Linked DNA regions of Xenopus laevis: region 1 is linked to region 2. A link is a contact called in public Hi-C data. All regions are on one chromosome and are shown on one strand. Each heading gives the region's core, a stretch centred on a gene start, on an enhancer-like site or on the middle of the called end of the contact. The rest is flanking DNA. Distances are from core to core; before and after follow the strand shown. Region 1 overlaps LOC108714277 (a long non-coding RNA gene). Region 2 holds the start of dmap1.L (DNA methyltransferase 1 associated protein 1 L homeolog).

Evidence for each region. A called contact is a pair of places that touch in the nucleus more often than the background predicts.
Region 1: a Hi-C map of the XL177 cell line shows a contact between it and region 2, with 2.9 times the contacts expected there. The contact joins the enhancer-like site here to the promoter of dmap1.L in region 2. A contact is called at or near these places in 2 of 4 Hi-C or Micro-C datasets (the XL177 cell line and the XTC cell line).

The regions. Positions count from the first base shown.
Region 1 is chr4L:86,836,093-86,840,131 of Xenopus_laevis_v10.1, reverse strand. All of the region lies in intron 1 of LOC108714277 (a long non-coding RNA gene), which reads right to left. Among protein-coding and RNA genes, the nearest start is that of LOC108714277, 26 kb to the right of the region's middle. Within about 2 kb of position 1,266, at least 1 of the 7 cell types and tissues checked has an H3K27ac peak or open chromatin away from gene starts, as enhancers often do.
Region 2 is chr4L:86,604,258-86,608,106 of Xenopus_laevis_v10.1, reverse strand. dmap1.L (DNA methyltransferase 1 associated protein 1 L homeolog) reads left to right here and starts at 2,512. Exons shown (of 11, transcript NM_001094407.1): 1 at 2,512-2,580; 2 at 2,885-2,994. The coding sequence starts at 2,893.

The sequences.
Region 1 (4,039 bases), core at 17-2,516, 230 kb before region 2:
AGGTGAACTTTCTGTTAAAAGAATGTAATTACATTTTGCCAGTTTCTGCACTTTTACTTTATAACAAGAGTTATTTTTGGAAAGAGCTGATCAATTATCCTTGTCAATGCCTTTATACCTTTTTTTTTTTTTTTATTTATTTTTTTTTATTTGACTTCACCTGAGCTTTTATTTGGCCACTTTGGGTGAGTATTGGTTACACACGCAGTACCTGTCCTCCTCCCAATATGTCACCAGAGATCTATTATCATATATGCTTGATATATTTCTAATCATACAGAAGATCAGTGGCCCCCCTGCAAAAAACTCTTCAGAGGGGGCCCAGCTCACTCCAATCCCCATCCTCCCACCCACTTCCAGTCTCCGGCCTCTTACTGTCCTGACTGCCCACTCCCCGCCCCGTGTCTCTGCTTCCCCGATTTAGGTAAGAGTCATTAGAGCAGTGACGTAACTATAGAGGAAACAGACCCGGCAGTCCAGGCCTCCTTTTTCCCCGGGCCCCCCTCATTTCTCTTAGCTTAGCTTGCCTCTCCTCATTGGGTTCTTAAAGGGGTAGTTTGCAGCGCCGGATTTGCAAAAAACACTCGCACGCTACCCCAATGCACAAACGCACACTACCCCCAACGTGCACCACCGATGGACACGCACGTATGCCTCTTACCCCAACTCGCAATGAAAACTCACCACTAGGTCCGCTTCTCCCACTTTAACTCTGTTCTGGGTGTCCTGCTGGAACCTGGAAATACAAATGTGCCGCCCTAGGCCTGGGCATTTGTGGCCTCACCACAAATCCCGGCCTGGTAGTTTTCCTTGAAAAGTAACTTTTAATTGAAAAAGGCAATTTGCAAACTGACTTTGCCTAGATTCCAGTTGTGAATTTTAATGGTTGCTAGTGTTCCACTGACCGTGCAACCAGGCAGTAGTTCAAATACTCCAACAAAAAGTTAAAAAAAAAACCTGAATTTTCCATAAAGGCAAGTATTTCATCCACCCCTTGCCAGTAAATAGTTTATTCCCATTTCTCTCCCAAAATGCTTTATTAAAAAAATCACAAATGCTATCCCATATGCTGCTCATTATTTACCCCAAATCATTGATTTTTTTTTTAAAAAAATTGTCTGTTCCCCAATGCATGTGCATTATAAAATCAGCTTTGATGATTTGCCTCCCCATGTCCGATTAACTTACTCATAAACATTAGGCTCAGAGTGTTGCGCATGCTCCACAATGAAGGCAAGGGAGAGTGGTGCTGGACATGAACACATGTCGCATATGATTTCACTGTCCTCTTGGAAATTCACTTATTTCAGAATAACATCACTGTGCCTGAAATGACCCATTGTTCATAAACAATAGCTCGGAAAACATAGTTCATCTTAAGTGCAAAGTGCCAGATCGTCAAATTAAAAGTAAAGTTCAGTGGACACACATGGAGCCATTCCTTATTGTTTATCTTCACTGTATGTGGGCTGGAGAATATTTAGCCCCTCTATGAATGCATTATGGGTACAAGTATAACATTGGAACATGAGCAACAAACTAAGTTTGTGGAAGTGAATAGTGGTATACATACAGTATGTGTGTTAGTGGGGATGACATAATAACAAACATAAAGTTTATTTTGCTTCCAGTAGCCCAATCAGCAGCAAGCATTTTATGGTCTGATAATAAAAAGCCAGCATTCTCAGTATTTATTATGGGGTACTAGACCCAAACATACTTGGTGCCTCTTATTAGCTACAAGCCCATGGTAGCAAAAATATGCTTAAGGCCCCCTATCCTTATGGGTCATAAACACAGAGCACTCCAGATACCACTGTTTCTTAGTACTATCCCCTAAAATTGGAAAATGCTAGAATTTTTCTTCCAAGATATGATATAATTTTTGCTAGGCCCCATGTACCCAATTGTAGTTGCAAATTCTGTAGCTATGGTTTCTAGGCAGCAGAAGAGACTATGCAAGCTGTGTCATGTATTCATTGCTATGAAAGTGACTCATTCGGTAGAGTAATTCTTTTAATTAGTCTCTGTCTTTTCAATGCAATAGGAATACAGCCAAGAGAAACTGCTACATTTTCCAGTATTTACTTTGGGATTTGGGCAAATCACAGCAATATTGCATTTTTTAAACTTTTATTTGGACAAATTCTGAGCCCCTGGCTCAACCAAATCTGAACCTCTGAGCACTGAAGAAATGAGGGGTAGAATTTTTTAAGGTTCATTTTTGGATGATGGGGGATTACTTTTGATTTAAATCCAAAATGTATGGATTTGGTGAATACACCTGCATCTATCCCTGTATCTACTGAACCTTGACAATGCCTGTAACACCCCGCAGGTTGTGTTTGTAAGATTCAGTGAGATGACAGCATCGTATTCAGTATGATGTGACTGTTCTCACTGCAAGGTGACAAACTGCAATTACTATTGTTTGTTTTCATAGCCTATCATGGTGCATACCTCAACTATATTCAGACAGACCACTTGGCTATTCGGAGGAGGAGGATACATTTTTCTTGCAGGAGTATTATTTTGTGGATCAAACCTTGCATAGAAAGTATCTTATCTGAAAGAGAGATCATCAGTGCATTTAGGTACAGGAGGCTTATAGCCTGCAATGGCTTTTACTCCCTTTCACATTCACCTAGCATCTCCAGTATCAGATTAAAGGGCTGTTTACCTTTAAACTAACTTTTAATAGTATGCAGAGAATGACATTCCAAGACTATTTATAATTGGCTTTTATTTTTTATTATTTGAGGTTTTTGAGTTATTTAACTTTTTATTCAGCAGCTCTCCAGTTTGCAACTTCAGCAGTCTGATTGCTAGGGTCCAAATGACCCTAGAAACCATGCATTGATTTTAATAAGAGACTGGAACATGAATAAGAGAGGGCCTGAATAGAAAGAGAAGTCATAAAAAGTAACAATAACAATACATTTGTAGCCTTACAGAGCATTTATTTTGAATGCTCTTTTTGAGATGTGACCCTCATTTGAAAGCTAGAAAGAGTCAGAAGAAGGAGGCAAATAATTAAAAAACTATAGAAAATAAATAACCAAAAAAGGTGAGATTTACCAGACGGTTTAAAATTAAACTTAGTAGTGCAAACCAACACTTGAATTACGAATTGATTAGCAGGAACAATGGCGCAGGGCCACGGGAGCTAAAAAAAAAATAACGTTTTTTTAAAAGATAAATGTTGCTCCAAATCACCCACCCAAAACTCACATGCACAACAATAAAAGGAAAACTATGCCCTGGGTAGAAAAAAACCTGTGTAGCACTGATGTACCATATACACTGCAATTCATACTAGCTATAAAGGGGAGTGGCTAGCAAGAATTCTTTGAATTTGATCATTGTCATTTTTTCCCAGCAAAAGTAGTGCTAACAAGACAAGACAAGTTTTGTATCCTACAAATATAAATCAGCAATCCCAAAATACATTTTTAAAAAGCATAAAGCCAAGATTAATCCAAGGGAACTAACTGTACAAGGGGTTAAAGATTAATAATCTTTATTCATGTCTCTTATTTTCAGAAATGCAAACAGGGAAAATATTTTTTTTTACAAGTTATGTAAATATGCGCAGCTCATGAAACTGTAAATGCACACAGTAGACTGTAAGCTGGCCTTGTTTCATTAGCCTGGGCAAATATTGCCTAATAGGGATGTAGCGAACGTCGGAAAAAAAGTTTGCGAACATATTCGCGAACTTGCGTCAAAAATGCGAACGGTTCGCGAACGTCGCGAACCCCATAGACTTCAATGGGAAGGCGAATTTTAAAAGCTAAAAAAGACATTTCTGGCCAGAAAAATGATTTTAAAGTTGTTTAAAGGGTGCAACGACCTGGACAGTGGCATGCCAGAGGGGGATCAAGGGCAAAAATGTATCTGAAAAATCCATTGTTGACACAGCGCTGCGTTTTGTGCTGTAAAGGGCAGAAATCACACTACATTTCTAAACCTGTGTAATAAACTGCTTTAAAACGTCCGGCGTCTACATGCCATTCAAGTCGTGTAAAGGTTACAGCCT
Region 2 (3,849 bases), core at 1,263-3,762:
CTAAATGCTAAAGCTCTTACTGGCACAACACGATGTTCTAACCATCTTCCCCAAATACAGATCAGGTATGCTTGGGACTAGTGGATGTGTGGTTCCTATACTACTTATACTGACAACGTTTTTAATTTGCTAAACTCTGCACTTGTCACATACTGATCACTATATTGCAATACATTTACAGTGTAATTTAGGTCAACAATGCATGTTTTACTAATGTGGATGAATTCCGTGTGTTGAAACCCCATATTTGTTGTTTATTTGATAACGTACATGGACATTACCAATGGGGACATAGTAAAAAACAAGGCTGTCCTTGCAAAAGCAAGCCACTTGGGTGGTATGCAGTTTCAGCATTTGCCTGAGGGGTGTGGGGGGGCCTATAAATGTGTTGCAGTTAGGACCTTGTTTAACTATTTGAGTCAGTTTCTTTACAGAAATATTGTTCTCATCATTCTCCTAAGGAAGATGTGTTAACTCAGGCCCAGTATAAGAATCTGCATCATATTAAAGGGGTATTTCATGTTTCAGTTACCTTTTAGTATGTTCTAGAATGGCCAATTCTAAGCAACTTGTCAATTGGTCTTCATTATTTAGTTTCTATAGTTTTGTAATTATTTGCCTTTTTCTTCTGACTCTTTCCAGCTTTCAAATGGGTGTCGCTGACTCCATCTAAACAACAAATGCTCTGTAAAACTACAAATGTATTGTTATTTGTTACTTTCTATTTATCATCTTTCTAGTAAGGTCATATCCTATTCATATTGCAGTCTCAATCAAATGAATGGTTGCTAGGGTAATTTGGACCCTAGTTACCAAATTGCTTGAAATACAAATTGAACAGCTGCAGAATAAAAAGCTAAATAACATGAAAACCTTAAATAAAAAATAACCAATTGCAAATTGTCTCAGAATATCACCCTCTACAACATCATACTAAACGTTAACTCAAAGCTGAACACCCCCTTTAATGCACTGCCACTGGCAACTAAACCCAGGGCCAACTCATCATCTCTGAGCCTTTCTACCTAAGATTCCTTAAAGCAGTGATCCCCAACCAGTAGCTCGTGAGCAAAATGTTGCTCTTCAACCCCTTGGATGTTGCTCCCAGTGGCCTCAAAGCAGCTGCTTATTTTCGAATTCCAGGCTTGGAGGCAAGTTTTGGTTGTATAAAAACCAGGTGCACTGCCAAACAGAGTCTCAATGTAGGTTGACAATCCACATAGGGGCTACCAAAAGGCCAATCACAGAATATATTTGGCAGCCCAAGAACATTTTTCATGCTTGTGTTGCTCCCCAACTCCTTTTATTTCTGAATGTTGCTCACGGGTTCAAAAGGTTGGGGATCCCTGCCTTAAAGGGATACTGTCATGGGAAAACATGTTTTTTTCAAAACACATCAGTTAATAGTGCTACTCCAGCAGAATTCAGCACTGAAATACAACTCAAAAAAATAAACAGATTTTTTTTATATTCAATTTTGAAATCTGACATGGGGCTAGACATATTGTTGGTTTCCCAGCTACCCCCAGTCATGTGACTTGTGCCTGCACTTTCGGATGGAACTACTTTCTGGTAGGCTATGTCTCCTACTTAAACTGAATCAGTCTCAGTGGAACTTGGCTTTTACTATTGAGTGTTGTTCTTAGATCTACCAGGCAGCTATCTTGTGTTAGGGAGCTGCTATCTCGTTACCTTCCCATTGTTCTGTTGTTAGGCTGCTGGGGAGGGGGTGATATCACTCCAACTTGCAGTGTAGCAGTAAAGAGTGACAAGTTTATCAGAGCACAAGTCACTTGACTGGGGGCAGCTGGGAAACTGACAATATGTCTAGCCCCATGTCAGATTTCAAAATTGAATATAACAAATCTGTTTGCCCTTTTGAAAAATGGATTCCAGTGCAGAATTCTGCTGGAGCAGCACTATTAACATGTTTTCCCATGACAGTATCCCTTTAATTTCACCCAGCCCTGGTTTGTAAAAAAAAACTCCTTTCTGATCAGATTGGCAGAAGAGGATCTAATGGTTGCAGGTACTGTTGGCAACTAGAAAAAAAAAGCCTAATAACTAAATGTTACTGACAAATGAAACAAATAGTAAAATTTCACTTATTCTCAGTTTCACAGACTTCATTTTACTTGCCCCTAGTTTGTAAATTTTTGGTAAAATTAGAAGAGTCTCTAATGGCGGCAGGTAGTGTTGGAAACATACAAAAAGTGTTTTTCATTGTTTTAGTTCCCTGGCACAAGTTCCAATGAAATATCGGGAGCTGAGGTGCCAGAGGGCATGGCAGACAGATAACCAACACAAACTAAGTCTTATTTTCTCTTTTGTTCTCTAAAAACCAATAGGAGGTTCGAGCATTGGAAAATCCACCGGAAGACAGAAACACCGCCACTTAGTAGCGCCTTCCAACTCTCTGTTTGTAACACTCACAGGCGGCTACGTGATGCGTCACTGCGCTTACGTGTAGCCGCGACGCTGCAGTCTCGCGTGATGAGACTTGTGTTGTCGGGATTTTCTGTACACCGCAAGGAAAGGAGCTTCTAGTTATAAGCTTTAGTTATAAGCTTTGCAGGACTTGTAAGTAGCATTTCGGGATTTTGGTCTGTGTTAGGGTTTATTGCCATTAATATGCGTGGAATGTGATGTAAGTAGCCCAGGGTCCGCAGTTAATGGCCTTATACATGCCGATGCCCATTTGTGGGCAGTAACCAGGGGTCTCGGACCATTTATATTGCTTCCTGTTTATATCAATGTAAAGCAAGTAAAGTTACAGCAGGCATTATGCATTTAGCAGCAGTCAGAAGGCTGGGTTGCCATATCTTATGTAGAGCTGTCATTTAACATTAATGTTACACAACTGATATTTCTTTTTGCATTTTAGGTTGAAAAATGGCTACAGGAGCAGATGTTCGTGATATTCTGGAATTGGGGGGTGGGGATACAGAAGTCACTGGGATGATCAACAAAAAGGACATCATTAATGCAGATAAGGTACATTTCTGTGGGGTTGTAGTAAAACTACATCCTATTATATCTCCATACACTTTAGAGCAAGGAGGCCAGGGATTTCTCACTATTGATGTGCTAGCAGGCCAGAATGAACCTCTACAGAACATACGCCAAAACATGTTTTATTATAATCACTTCTAGAAAATCTGCATTTTACTCAGTTGTAGAAGAATATATTTAGGTCAGTTGTAGTTCTAGTGTCATACAGACATTGTGGCCATGTCTCAAATAGTGGTTTCTTTGCTGAAACCAGCAATACTGCAAAATACTGCTTGTGCATACCGCCACTGACTTGATTTGGACCTGACGTACACATTATTGGCTGGAAATCCACCTCTACATGCAGTGACGGTTTATTGTCAGTGGAGTTTGTCCAGCATTCTCCACTGACTGATCTACACTGGTTGAGAAACACTGCACGTGCCATTGGCCTTTATTAAGTCAGTTGCAAACGCTTCCCTGTGTTCCCTGCCCAACTAACTTTAGCCGTTGCAACTGGGGATGTGTTCTCTTTCAAACTTCCTATCAGTGCACAGGTTAGAGTTGGCTCTTTTCTTTTGAAACCATGTGGGCAGTACACTGAAAATGGAAAGAAGTGGTACAAAAATTAATAATCTATTAAGCATTCCGATGATAAGCTTCGTTTGCAGTAACTTTTGAATTAAGTAGCCTTCTCATTTTTATCAAATATATCCCCCAACTTTTTTTCTATGCAAATAGACTGTGAATGTAAATTATTTTATGTTTGTTGTTAACTATACACAGCGCTGCACATACATTTTCCTGCGCTATGTGTTGGTGTGTTGTTTGATGGCTTGACTAAGGCAACAAGGGATT